Regions from separate parts of the Mus musculus genome. Here region 2 is linked to region 1. The links are chromatin contacts, called in public HiChIP or PLAC-seq maps. All regions are on one chromosome and are shown on one strand. The core of a region is the stretch at or near the end of the contact, and the rest is flanking DNA. Distances in the headings are between cores, read along the strand shown.

Evidence for each region. HiChIP or PLAC-seq counts read pairs in DNA pulled down with a chosen protein or histone mark.
Region 2: an H3K27ac HiChIP or PLAC-seq map of microglia shows a contact between it and region 1, with 3 times the contacts expected there. The contact joins the enhancer-like site here to the promoter of Tcam1 in region 1. A contact is called at or near these places in 1 of 484 Hi-C or Micro-C datasets (the G1E-ER4 cell line), 2 of 115 datasets of contacts at active chromatin or transcription factors (embryonic stem cells and microglia) and 3 of 9 other capture datasets (adipose tissue, liver and pancreatic islet).

What each region holds. Positions count from the first base shown.
Region 1 is chr11:106,274,458-106,281,923 of GRCm38.p6, forward strand. It overlaps Tcam1 (testicular cell adhesion molecule 1), which reads left to right and starts at 2,265. Exons shown (of 8, transcript NM_001379686.1): 1 at 2,265-2,336; 2 at 7,446-7,466.
Region 2 is chr11:106,120,695-106,127,659 of GRCm38.p6, forward strand. Map3k3 (mitogen-activated protein kinase kinase kinase 3) reads left to right here. Exons shown (of 16, transcript NM_011947.4): 6 at 3,092-3,212. Among named protein-coding and RNA genes, the nearest start is that of Gm10840, 35 kb to the right of the region's middle. Within about 2 kb of position 2,172, at least 106 of the 459 cell types and tissues checked have an H3K27ac peak or open chromatin away from gene starts, as enhancers often do. A contact at or near this core is called in the G1E-ER4 cell line, adipose tissue, liver and 1 more, where this site is marked.

The DNA of each region.
Region 1 (7,466 bases), core at 1,015-3,514:
AGGTCCCAAAAATGTCAGGGAAGCAGGGTCTCGAGACCAAAGCCAGCATGAATTACTTATATGAAAAGTAAGGTCTGGATCAGTTACCTAAGACTGTCTGGGCAGAGTGAAGGCTCAGTTACCTAAGAACTAGACCTCCTGGGCAGAGAGAATGGGGGAGGGGGGTCTGTCTCCAGAAAGGCACCTTCAAGTGACTTTGGTTCAGAGCACCTGTTTAGTGGAAGCCATTTGAAAATTAAAGCCCTGAAAGTGCACAAACACACACACACACACACACACACACACACACAACTCTTCTGTGATCACAGTCTTTACATACATAATCTAACAGGCAATCTAAAGTATAGAATCTGCAGACAGTGGAGGGACCAGAGCTGATGTAAAAGAACATGGAATTAGGTCCTAGGAGCTCAGCTTCCCATCCTGGAACATCCCAAGAAACTTCATTTAATTGGCTTCTGGGGCTGCAGTGACAAAGGCTTGGCAAAGAGGAGCTTATGAAGTCTGGAAAGGCTCTTTTGGAAGGAAAAAATGACTTGTAACGTTTACAGCTTTGCTTGGGTTCTGCCATCAGTGTTTGCCAGATGTTTTCTTCTACTCCTAAGCTAGCGTGTCATATCGGCTTCTTTGCTCTGGACTGGGGAATATAACGGCGTTGGCAGTGTGCTCGCCTAGCATGCGTGGAGCCCTGCCTCCCATCCCTAGCACCACATAAAGCTGGGTGTGGTCATGCATGCCTGTAATCTCAGCACTTGGGAGGTGAAGGCCAGAGAAGTGGAAGGTCAGTTTCATTATTGGCTACAGTGTACATAATAAGATCCTGTCTCCAGAAGGTGGGGGAGGGGCTCCTTTGTTCAAAGAGCAGGAAAGCTAAGCCTGCATGAACTGGCCTGTGAATCTTCTGTGGGGTCAGCCAAGTTTGACTTGCTGCTCTGTAGAGCCAAGGCTTGCTGTTATGGTCCTAGTGTTTTCTTTATATCATGTAACAGCATCAGTGTCTGACAACAGAGAATCAGATAATGCACATGAAACAGTGTTACATGGTCAGTAAAAAGGATGCTGCAGGGATGGAGACATAGCTCATACATTAAAGCTGTTTTCCGGTGATATTGGCTATTTTTCTATTGCTGTGACAAAATGTGATGACCAAAGCAATTTAGAAAAGGAAACACTTAAACTGCATGTGGGGGGTGCAGACTTTTGGTCCCAGCACTCAAGAGACAGAGGCAAGTGGATCTCTGTGAGCTCAAGGCCAGCCTGGTCTACAAAGCCGTGTTGCACAAAGACACCCCGTCTTTAAAAACAAACAAACAAACAAAACCCATTTAATTGGCCTTATGGTTTCGAAGGGTTAGAGTCCATGCTAGGGGTAAAAGGCAAGGTGGTGACAACAGCTTAGAGCTTTCTCTTTCTCGACACCACCGTCATCTTCCACCCCCACCCCCATTCTGAATCACGTACTTCTGTTTTCCCAAATCTTTCCTAGCTCCTCAGCATGTCTTCCACCCCATCCAACTGGCTTCCTGCATGGGCCACCCTAGCCAATCCTCTGGCATTTCTTTTCCCCGAGAAAGCAAATCAGAACACTTCCATCCACGAACCCGAGTGTCCTCACTTATCTTCATCAGGGGACTTCAGAATGTAGCTCTCTGGGCTTCTCAGAACTCTCAGGGACTCTGAGCTGAGTCTGAGATAGGAGAGGCGCTTCCACCTTCCCTTCCATCCCGACTTTGGGAACAGCCCTGCTTTGCTGTATCACGCGATCGCAGGATTGCCTGTAAAGGACCCCACCGCTCTACATAGTCTAAACGCCGGTAACTTTTGGGAAAGCCTGTCTAAAGAGCTTAGTGCGGCATGGTTGACTTTACTGTCTGTCCCCACCTAGCTTATTGTCTACCAACAGCCCAAGTATCAAGGCATGACCTTGCACTGGTATTTCTCTTGCCACCAGCTCCCATAAGCAAGGGTTATGGGTCTGCATCACCAAGCCTCGCTCAGTAGCGATTGTCTAGAGACAAATCCGCACTCCTTTCGAAGCAGGAGATGGCTTCCCTACTCTTCTTCCGAAGCACCCAGCTTTTTAAGCTATTTGTTCACGCTTCTCCTCTCAGCCAATCCTGTTAAGAGGCAGAGTAAGCGTCACGAGTTTCTGGGCAGATCAGGGGACTTCGGCGCAGCACAGGCGCACAGCGCCCCTTACAGGAGCACGGACTCAACGGTTGCCGCACGTGGTGGTTTCGAGCGCGTTGGCGATGTCGCTGTTCAGTCTGAGGTCCCCAAGCATCGAGGAAGGTTCGGCAGTGAGGCAAGAGGGGCAAGACGACCGCTTTGACTCAGTGAGGATTTGGGTCCTATTTGGTTTGCTTGGATTTATGTCGGTTTGTACTTGTGAAATCCAGGAGAGGATCAGCTAGCAGGTGGGGGAGTTAGCCAACACGCCTGGAAGTATTTGGTTCCCATCTATTTCCAAGTGTTTTAAATACTGCCGTTAAATGCCTTCAGACTCAACTGTATGCACGCCACTTTCCCAGCGAAGGCTGGCCTTTTGATCCCCCATCCAAGTGTTCCTTCCCACAAGTATTAGTTTATATTTCCTTTGGTTCCACCATTGGTAATTGCTATAACCGTTCCAGTCTGTAGGAACCCATCAGTGGCTAAAACAAGGGACCCTTCCTTCATGGTGTTTATAGTGCAAGGAAGACAGACACAGCCTTTTTTCTTTTTCTTTTTTTCTTTCTTTTTTTTTTTTTTTTTGGTTTTGGTTTTGGTTTTTCGAGACAGGGTTTCTCTGTGTAGCCTTGGCTATCTTGGAACTCACTTTGTAGACCAGGCTGACCTCAAACTCAGAAATCCGCCTGCCTCTGCCTCCCAAGTGCTGGGGTTAAAGGCATGTGCCACCATGCCTGGCCGGACACAGCCTTTTAGTTCAGGGAAGAGAGGCACAGCGGAAACTTGGAAAAATGTTCCTGGCATACCACCACCACCACCACCACAAGCCATTGGCAAGAGAGATCTTTATTCAGTGGCCAAAGATGCTTCTCAATTCAGAGCTGGCTGACAGTAGTGGTCATGTTTTCTGAGACAAAGTCAGGACTTTCCAGGACTCAGGGTTAGGCAGTGCTGTCCCTTTTTGCTAATTTCATGGACTGATGATTGTAGTCACCACTGCTGTAGGTGACTTTAAAGGGGGGTGGGCTCTAGGTCAAGTTAACCCCGTATTATCCTTTTGAACCAAAGTGTTTTCAAATGGTCCCATATATCTGCATGCAACACTGTCTGAAGACAGAGGCAGGCCTCTTTATTCTCTCCAATCACTCATCCAAGGCTGGATTGAAGAGTGCTTTCAGTCTTCAGGATGTTTAGAAAAAAAAAAAAAAAAGTAACCCAGGCAACCATTCTTAACTGTGGTCAGTTGCAATCTATAACTGGAAGACCAACACTGCATTGCTACACTGTGTGACCTTCACAGTGAGTAGCTTTTTAAGTTAACAGAGAACAACTGAAATTAGGGGGAGTTATTTAGGTTCTCTCCGTGGTAACACTTACAGGGCATGGCCACCGTAAATGTGTTAGAGGTGATGTGTAGGATAGGAAAGGAAAACGGACCGACATTGTGGGTGCTGAGGGCTGAAGAGAGAGTAGTCAGGGTAAAGGGACCTCCTAAGAGATGAGCAGAGAGCAAGGGGAGGAGGGGATGGCTCCCAGGCAGAGAGGAGGCAAAGGCTGGAGTGTGGCTCCCGCTTAGGAGAAACCTCAGGAACACTTGAATGCGAATGGGCCTCGAGAACCCAACGTCCAAAGCACAGGATGTGGCTGAAGCCATACCTCACACATCTGGGATAGGTCCTGTCCCACAGCCAATCCCCAAGGGTCTGGACCGTGGGCCTGAACTTTCCAGTAGTTTAATCCTAGCTGGTCCTGGTGTTACACTCCTGTAGTCCCAGCATTAGGGAGAGATAGGAGGATCAGGAGTTCAAAGTCATCCACAGCCACATAGCAAGTTCAAGGCCAGCCAGCCTGGGCCACGTGAGGCTGTCTCAAAAACAACAAAGCCAAAGAAAAAAAAACAATTTAAGTTCTCTAAGTTGGGATATATTTTACAGAATAAACCAAGGAATACATAGACCATAGAGGGAGCAGATGCTAAGACTGCCAGCCTCGGAGTGACCAGACAAGTGTAGGCTGAGTGCTGGCTCACTCAGAATCAGATCAAATGCATGCTGACAAAATGATGAAGGATTAGAGCTGTGGGTGTGACAGGCAGATGGGAGGAGGGCATGACACAGCGTAGCGCACAGAGTGTCTGGGAACCTGGGATGGTGGCACAAGCCTTTAACCCAGCGTTGGAAAAACCAAGTCAGGAAGACTGTGAGTTCAAGGTTAGCCCAGGATAAATACAGATTGGCCTGGGCTATAGAGCAAGATCCTGTCTCAAAATAAAAGAAAGGAAGGAAGAAAGAAAGGATGGAAAGAAACAAGGAAGGAAGGATAAACACAGGTGTGGAGATGAGGGGTGAGGGGTGATAGGGTGATGACCAAAAAGAACCCTCACCTTTCCCTGTTTTCCTGTGTCTACTGAGGGGCACAGACCTAAACTAGTAGCAACTACAGGGAAAACCAACCAGTTTGACTGCAGTGTATCTGTTCCTTTGAGCCAGCGTCTCTCACTCAACTTAGGCTGCTAACCGACAAGCCCCAGCAATCCTGTCTTGGCCCCTCTTAGGACTGGGCTTGTTGGTTTTTGTTTTTTGTTTTTTGTTTTTTTTTTTTTTTTTTTTTTTTTGGAGACAGGGTTTCTCTGTATAGCCCTGGCTGTCCTGGAACTCACTTTGTAGACCAGGCTGGCCTCAGAAATCCGCCTGCCTCTGCCTCCTGAGTGCTGGGGTTAAAGGCGTGCGCCACTATGCCCGGACTGGGCTTACAGGCTTGCATGGCCACGTCCAGATTTTTATTTGAACTCAGGTCCTCCATATCCCCAACCAATATTTTCTACATCTTATGGAAAGTTTACAAAATATTGAGGCCACCTGCTACCCACCATGCCACCGTTTGAATGCAATACATGACTGACAAGGACTCTGCAACTGAGGCACATCCTTAGGTCTAACTTTTCATTACATCACTTAGCAAAGGTATCTTTACATTTGCCTTTCCTACTAAACTTTAAGGAATCCATTTCTACAGGATAAAGATGTTTCTTCTCCTCCTCCTCCTCCTCTTCCTCTTCCTCCTTTCTTCTTCTTTGACACAGTCTCACTGTCTAGCCATAGCTGTCCTGGAACTCACTATCTAGACCAGGCTGACCTTGAACTCAGAGAGAACCATCTACCTCTGCCTTCTGAGTGCTGAAGTTAAAGGCGTGTGCCATCAGCACCTGGCTGATTCTTCCCCATTTTACTTGGAGCCTGGCATGCTCAACAATACATTTATAAAAATGCATGGATGCCATCTGTCCCGTCTGGGGACATTTCCTTCAGAATTGTTACCCAGCTTACATTTGGAAATTCATTCAGTATGCCGGGTGTGGTGGCGCATGCCTTTAATCCCAGCACTCGGGAGGCAGAGGCAGGTGGATTTCTGAGTTCAAGACCAGCCTGATCTACAGAGTGAGTTCCAGGACAGCCAGGGCTACACAGAGAAACCCTGTCTCGAAAACAACAACAACAAAACAAAAATAAAAACAAACAAACAAAAAAGAGTTGTAAGTAACTGGAACTAAGTTTGACAACTCCCATGGCTAACACTGTTTTCTTTTTTTACACACACACACACACAAAGGGAGAATTTAATAAAGAAAGTGATTTTTCCTGTGTAACTTAAAAGCTAGTTATAAATCACTTCCAACAGACTTTTGAATAATGGTATATCATCTTTGGCCCAGAACTCAGTATGTAAACCAGGCTGGCCTTGAATTCATAGAGCTCCACCTGCCTCTGTCTCTGCCTGCCAAGTGCTAGGAAGAACTAAAAGTGTGCTGGCACTTAATGTGGTTATTTTGGAAAAGTAACATTCACTTGGAAGTATTACTTTTGATATGCCTGTTACATATGTACAAAAAAAGACCAAAATAAAACAAACAAGCCGGGTGTGGTGGCGCACACCTTTAATCCCAGGACTTGGGAGGCAGAGGCAGGCAGATTTCAGAGTTCAAGGCTATCCTGGTCTACAGAGTGAGTTCCAGGACAGCCAAGGCTATACAGAGAAACCCTGTCTCAAAAAAACAAAAAACAAAACAAAACAAAACAAAAAACCAACCCCCAAATCAAAACAAAGCAAGAAGGCTCCTGGCTGGCTGGAGATGAGACCCAGAGTAGAACACTTGTCTAGCCTACCAGAGGCCTCAGCTGTGTTCCCTGGGGGAAACAAACAAAGAGGAAAGGAAATGGGAATGGGGGAAACTTCTAGAAGTTAGTTTAGATGGGGGTTTTGTTTTGTTTTGTTTGAATAAAAAGAAACAGAACAGGGGCAGGTGACCTAAGCATGGACCCGGACTACAGCAGTGGAGCCAGCTGAAGGGGAGCCATTTGTCTGTTGAATGTGGTGGCGAACCAGGGAGAGACAATGATCTTGAGAGATGTTTCACAGAGGTTCTGAAGAGGCCAGATGGAAACATTTCTCCCAGAGAGCAAGCTTCCAGTGACTGTGTTCGCTGGGTTCAGGGTCACTTTGCACTGAACATGGCCAACTAGATTTCATCTCCCCAATCACCATGTTTAGTGGTTCCCTGCTGACATACTTTTTTTGGACTCAGTTTAATAGACAAGACAAACTAGGAAAAGGATATGTGCAATACAGTCAATACATTCCCGTCCTCCTCATGCCTTCCTGTCCTTGAACAAGGACCGAACTTAAATCAGTTGGCTGCAGGAAGTTCTTTCAAGACCACACTGAGAGTCTTGCTATAGTGAAGTTTCTGGTTTCATACACATGCATGCATGCACATATATAAAATATGTGTGAACATAAATATATGAATATATGTGTGTGTGTTCCAGTTCTTTTTTAAAATTTTTTTTGAGATGAAGTCTCGTGTAGCCCATGCTAACCCCCAACTCTCCAGGGACAGTAAAGGAGGGTGACCTTGAACTCCTGATCCCCCTGCTTCCACCTCGGGTGCTTGACTGTAGGCAGGAACTACAGCAAATCACTTCCTTTTACACCTCTTTATTTATAAAATTATTCTCCAGACTGGAGAGTTGGCTCGGAGGTTAAGAGCACTGGTTGCTCTTGCAGAGGCCTGGAGTTGGATTCCCAGACCCTCCAGGGTTATTCACTGTCTTCTATACCTCCAGTCCCAGGAGAGCCAGCGCTGAATCCCCACAGGCACCAGGAACACGTGTGGTACACCGGCACATACACAGGGAAATCACTAATACACGTAAGTTATTATGGAAATTTAATGAAACTGTATCTCTCCAGTTCTTCTTTCTTTCCTTTTTCCCCAGCTTTTGGACTTTCTCCCAAGA
Region 2 (6,965 bases), core at 922-3,421, 150 kb before region 1:
GGGGGCCACCAGCAGTGAGACCCTTACTCAAAAGCAGCAGCAGCAGCAGTAGTAGTAGTAGTAGTAGTAGTAGTAGTAGTAATAGAAGGAGAAATAAAGATGGGGTGACAAGTCTCTTAGTGGGTAAAGGCTCTTGCTGCTAATCTTAACAACCTGAGTTCTATTCTGAGGGCCCACATGGTAGAAAAAAACCAACTCCCAAAAGTTGTCTTCGTATACATGCTATGGCATATATGTACCTTCACATATACATGTACACACAGACTAAAAAAGGTCAGCCAGGGCAACATAATGAGACTCTGCCTCTGATAGTTGATAGATAGATAGATAGATAGATAGATAGATAGATAGATAGATAGATAGATAGATAGATTGATTGAGATGACTCAGGAAGTAAAGGCACTTAACTGCCAACCTTCATGACCTGAGTTTGGTCTCGAGCCTACATGGTGGAAGGCAAGAACTGACTCTCAAAAGCTCTCCTCTGAGCTCTATACATGTGCACACAGAAGCAAGTAAATACATAAATAAATAGTATGGCCAGGCAGTGGTGGCGCAGCCTTTAATCCCAGCACTCGGGAGGCAGAGGCAGGTGGATTTCTGAGTTCGAGGCCAGCTGGTCTACAAAGTGAGTTCCAGGACTGCTAGGACTATACAGAGAAACCCTGTCTCAAGCGCCCCCCCCCCAAGTGATTTTTAAGTAAGTAATTGTTTTAAAAGGTGCAGACCAAGGAAATACACCCATCATTAATCCATGTCATCTACATTTATGCACATGAAATATCAGTTTTGTCCTTTTGATTTCTAATTTTTCATTAACCATGTATTTATTTTTTAATTTGAAAAGTGAAATAGGGCTGGGGTTGATGGTATACACCTTTAATCATAGCACTCAGGAGACATAAGAAGCAAGAACATCTCTCTGGTAGTTCAGAGTTAGCCTGGTCTACATAGTGAGTTCCAGAACAACTAGAGCTATAGAGTAGAGAGACCCTGTCTCAAGAAGGAATAGAAAAGTGAAGTATAAAATATAAAGCCGATAGACTGGGGTTTGTAGCCAGTTCAGTGGTAGAATGCTTGCCTAGTAAGTGCAAAGCCCTGGTCCTGGATTTAACACGCATCCATGGAAACATGAACACCTATAACTATAAGCCCATAGTTTTCAATTGTTATGTTCAGTCAATGTAAGGTTCCTCTGCCAAATTGCTATATTTCCAGAATTACTGTACATTACTGGTTACCAGTGTGCTGCTAGTTCATAGACTGGCACCAGAGATCACACTGGAGTGCACTGCTCCAGCATGCTAAATCTTTGGTCTTTGATTCCTGTCACTGATAAATGTTGACCCTTTTATTTCTCTTCTGTGGATCACCATTTTCTGCAGTTGCCCCATCCAGCCTTTGTTACTGTGTATTTAAATAATTGTTTGTTTGTTTTGAGGAAGTCTCTAGCCCAAGCTTGTTTTGTTTTGTTCTGTTTTGTTTTTCTGAGACAGGGTTTCTCTGTATAGCCCTGGTTGTCCTGGAACTCACTCTGTAGACCAGGCTGGCCTCGAACTCAGAAATATGCCTGCCTCTGCCTCCCGGGTGCTGGGATTAAAGGTGTGCGCCACCACCACGCCCGGCCCAAGCTTATTTTGAACTCACCATGTAGCTAAGGATGATCTTGTTCTTCTTGATCCTCCTCCCTCCACCCACAGAGTGCTGGAGTTACAGATATGCATCACCATGACTAGTTTTACTCAGTGCTGGAGATTGAGCCCAACTGTGTATTGGTGTTTTGCCTGTACTACATGTGTGCCTGATGTTCATAGAGGCCAGAAAAGGGTGTTAGATCTCCTGGAATTGGAGTTATATACAGTTGTGAGCTGTCTGTCATATTGGTGCTGGGAATCAAACCTGAGCCCTCTGAGAGAACAACTAGTGCTTTTCTGAACTCTCCAGCCCCTCCTACCCCCAGTTTATAGATTTTTAAAAACTGAATGTTAGAGTATATGTTCTTTGATACATTTTAAATCCATGTTTTGCCAAGATAGAGTCAATGCCCACTATGTAAAAGGCTTTGCATCTAAGCAGAGGACCTTGGATACCCATCGTATAGCTTTTTCCCTAACTGCAGGGCTGTGGGGCCCCTCCTTGCCCTTTTCCCCCCAGTATGTGGTTTGGACTGTTTTTTCCTTTCTGACTCTCAGCAGAGAGCTATTGCACATCGGAGGCTTCAGCAAGAACATTCACTTCCCCTTGTTTCTGACTTCCTGTTAAAGCAAGACAGTTTGTCAAGACAACCCTCCATGTGATAAAGTCTGGCATGGGAAGGCTGGAGAAGGCTGCTTGGCAGCTGGACTTGCCCCTGGAAGCGGGAAACCTTTTTCCTGAAGGACAGGATATAGAGATTGTTTATGTGGTACTTTCCCCCCTGTTGGGAGGTAGAAGAGATACAGAGAAGCAAGCAAAAAACTTTAGCCCAAATTGTAGCTCCTATTTTTACTCTTGGTAATGCTTTTTTTTTTTTTTTTTAAATTATGTCCTAGTATAACTTGCTCATCCTCAGTTTTCAGTTTTAAGCTTTCTCAGTGTTTCAATTTAATTTCTTGCCTGGTATCTTGACTGGGCTAGCAGGATTAATGATGAATGCAGGAGGCCAGAGAGGGTGTTGAGTCCTCTGGAACTGGAGTTAGTTTTGAGCTGCCATGTAGGTCCAGGGAGCTGAACCTGGGTCGTCTGTAAAAGCAGCCAGTGCTCTTAGCTGCTGAGCCGCCTCTTCATCCTCTCGATAGCTAGTTTTATGAGAGGGTATTTACAGCGCTTTCTTGTGTGACGGATTACTACGTGGATGTCTGTTACTCTTCTGCATCTGGGTCATCACCTCTTGAGTCGGGGCAGCAGATCTTAGTGCTTAATTATCACTGAAGCTGTGAACATACAGCAAGCATAGTGATGTGGCAAGTGAGGATTGAGACTTCCTGAAAAACCTGGTAGCTAACGCATTAAAAGGTGCCTGAGGAGTGTGAGAGTCCTAAGGAAAGACGAAGATCCTTCATAGACCTGATTACTTAAAATGTAGCTCACACTTTTGCCTCCTCTCTTATAGACTAGTTCCTCTCCCCACTCTGGAGTGTCCAGGCAGGTTCGGATCAAGCCTTCCCAGTCTGCAGGGGATATAAATACCATCTACCAAGCTCCTGAGCCCAGAAGCAGGCACCTGTCTGTCAGTAAGTCTCTTTCTTCTTTACTATCCTTGTAAATTTGATGTGTTCACATTTAAAATATTCAACTACTAAACAGTCATCAAATGCTCGTTGACTATCACTATGCAAAGTAGTGCTCTACATTTTTATTTGGGGTAGAGGGGACATGAAATGACCTGGACTTTTGAGGATCTTAGAATATAATAATAGGATGACATGGTTAAATTTGTTTTAAACATCCCTGAGAAAGTGATCTTAGGGATTCGTTTGAATACTCGCAGGGGACCTGTCAAGTTAGGGGTCAGGTCTGCATTTTAGTTTTGAGCACAGGCTTCTTGCTTACTCCTAAGAAATCCTGGGCTTCATGGAAGACGCTGACAGTCAGCTGAGTTACCCTGGAGACTCAGCATTGACAGAGTATGTACAACTGAACAGCAAAGAAATTATGTAGATGCTGCTAGACCTCCCGAGGAAGGCGTTCGTTCTAAATCAGGCTTGTGCATTATATAGCAGAAAATACAGTGTTCCTCTGGATACTTCTCAAGGTCTCTCTTAGTTAAGGTCTCTCTTAGAGGCTTGCCTTCAGCCCTGTCTTCATGGAGGCATTTTCTCAGTTGAGGTTTCCTCCTCCCAGATGACACTTAGCTTGTGTCAAGTTAACATAGAACTAGCCAGCAAAGGATTTGAGGAGAAAGCCCATTTCTTGAACTGTGGGATTTTTATCAAGGTAGAAATCTGGAGGCTGGAGAGATGCTCAGTGGTTTAGAATAGGTACTATTCTTTCAGGGACCAAAGTTCAGTTTCTGGCGCCCATGACAAGTGGCTCTAAACTGCCTGTCACTGCAGCTCTAGGGAATTCAGTTCTCTTTGCAGACTTTGGTGGTCATCTGCACTCACATGCACACATATCTATGTGTAAATACATATAAACGAATCTTTTTAAAAATCTAAAAGAACTATGCTTTATCAAACATTTGCATGTGCCTGCTACCCTGATGATCTGAGACACCTGCTGCTGCCACTAGGAAGCCAGGTTTTCCTTTTCACACTAGAGAGAATTCATTCAAATTTAGCTGCTCTCTGCAGATCCCGAGCTGGCTCTGGGAGGATTTAACCTTGTTCTGCTTCAGAGTGATGCTCTTCCCAAGAGAGTAGCCAGGAGAAACGAGCTGCTGAGACACTGGCGTTGCCTCACTGAGTAATTTCTGGAACTCAGGCACTCATATTTAATGTTTGTAGCTGCATGTTTGAATGTAAATGATTTTCAGATTTTTAAGTAATTGATGGGTATGTTTTCATAAGCTAGTTGAAGAGAAAGAGGCAAGATTGCAATAGACCCTGTGCAGAATGTCCTAAAAATCTGATTGTCTGGAACCTGAGAAATAATAGCAACTTGATTTTTTTTTTAAATGTGTATATGTGTGTTTCTGAATGTATGTACATCATGTGGACGACAAATGTCCTTAGAAGCCAGAAAAGGGCATTTAATTTTCTAGAAATAGAATTGCAGACAGTTGTGGCTAATAGGAGCTTAATCCCAGTCCTCAGCAAGAGTAGCAAGTACTCTTAACCACTGAGCTGTCTTTTAACTCTCCAACTTGGCCTTTTTACTGTAGTCCTTTTTTTTTTTAAACATAAGGTCTTACTCTAGCTTCTCTGAAACTCAGTATGTGGCTTTGCTTGCCCTAGAACTTACAATCCTCTTGCCTTTCTCCCTCAGTGCTGGGATCTCCCTCAGGCATGAGCTACCACATTCATTGTTTTAGAAATTTTAATGAAGTGCAAAAATCCATTTTGTTAATTAAAGACTCTTTGAGAGCTAATAATTTTAAGACATTAGTTATTGGATGTATTTAGAAACTATAGAAAAGAGACTTTTTTCCCCCCAAGAAAATACAGACCTTTTATAAACATAGCCTTTGTAGTAGGGTATTAAAAGTAAACTCTCAAACACGGGTATGATAGTGTGTCTTATGAACTCAGCACTCAGAAGGCAGAAATAAAAGGAATGCCCAGAGTGTAAGAAAGCCAGCCTGCTTTATGTTGTGAGTGACAGACCAGCTAAGCCACATCAGACCCTGTCTCAAAAACCAAGCATCTGGGTATGGTGACTCATATACACACCTTTTACCCCAGCACTCAGGAGCAGAGGCAGGTGGATCCCTGTGAGTTTGAGGTCAGCCTCATTTGCATAGAATTCTAGACCAGTCACAGCTTACACAGTGAGACCCTGTCTCAAAACAAATTAACAAAAAGCCATACACACTAACAAAAAAATGAGAAAACTTCTGTAATTCCATAACAAAAATACTATTTTAAGTATAATTTAGTAAAAATAGGAACCATAGGGAAGATGGGCATTGTGACACATGCAGACAACATGGAGCCAACCCTGTCTGAAAATGCAAAATAAAACAAAAGCTAATTTGGGTATCATGGCACCATGAATGACTTAGGTGGGAAGATAAGAGTTTAGGGCTTTCTCATCTACATCAGATGTTTAAAGCCAGCCTAGACCTTTGAAACCCTGTCTCAAAACATAAAATCCAAAATAAAAAGTCATAAAGAAGCAATACCTTTTCAAATCCCATGTGTGTTTTGACACAAAACGTTTGGTTTGTGTGTGGTATGTGGATGTTGTGTGTATGTGTTTGCGTTTGGGTTGTTTTTTAAGCAGTGATATGATTTGAACCTAGAACCTTGGACATGCTGGGCAATTGCTCTACACACAGAGCCATACTCCCAGCTACAAAATACATCACATCTTATCAAGAAAAGGAAAACAATACTTAAAACTTATTGGAGAAGAAACTGGATGTTGGAGTGTATGCTTGTAAAATGCTAGCATTTTAGAGGCTAGGTATCAGGAATTCAAAGCCACCCTTGGCTATATAGTAAGTTTGAAGTCAGCTTGTACTATATAAGAACTTTCCCTCAGGCTGGAGAAGATGGCTCAGTGGTTAAGGGCACTGACTGCTCTTCCAAAGGTCCTGAGTTCAAATCCCAGCAATCACATGGTAGCTCACAACCATTCTTTTTTTTTTTTTTTTAATAGCTTTTCTTTTCTTTCTTTTTTTTTTTAAAGATTTATTTATTTATTATATGTAAGTACATTGTAGCTGTCTTCAGACACTCCAGAAGAGGGAGTCAGATCTCGTTACGGATGGTTGTGAGCCACCATGTGGTTGCTGGGATTTGAACTCTGGACCTTCGGAAGAGCAGTCGGGTGCTCTAACCCACTGAGCCATCTCACCAGCCCTCACAACCATTCTTAATGAGATCTGACTTCCTCTTTTGGAGTGTCTGAAAATAGCTACAGTGTACTTATATATAATAATAAATAAATCTTTGGGCCGGAGCTAACGGGGCTGGAGCAGAGGTCCAGAGTTCAATTCCCAATTCCTAGCAACCACATGATGGCTCACAACCATCTATACAGCTATATAAAATAAATAAATAAATAAATCTTAAAAAAAAAAAAAAAAGAGCACTAACTGCTCTTCCAGAGGACCCGAGTTCTGTTCCCAGCAACTGTTACATAGTGACTCACAACTGTGTGTACTGGGATCTGATGCCCTCTTCTGGTGTGTCTGAAGATAGCGCCAGTGTACTCACATACATAAAATAAATAAATCTTAAAGAATTAAAAAAAAAAAGACTTTCCCCTAAGAAAGGAAGGAAGGAAGGAAGGAAGGAAGGAAGGAAGGAAGGAAGAAAAAAGAAAAAGAAAACAAACCAAAGAACAATACTGGAGAAAGTAAAAAGACAAGCAGACAT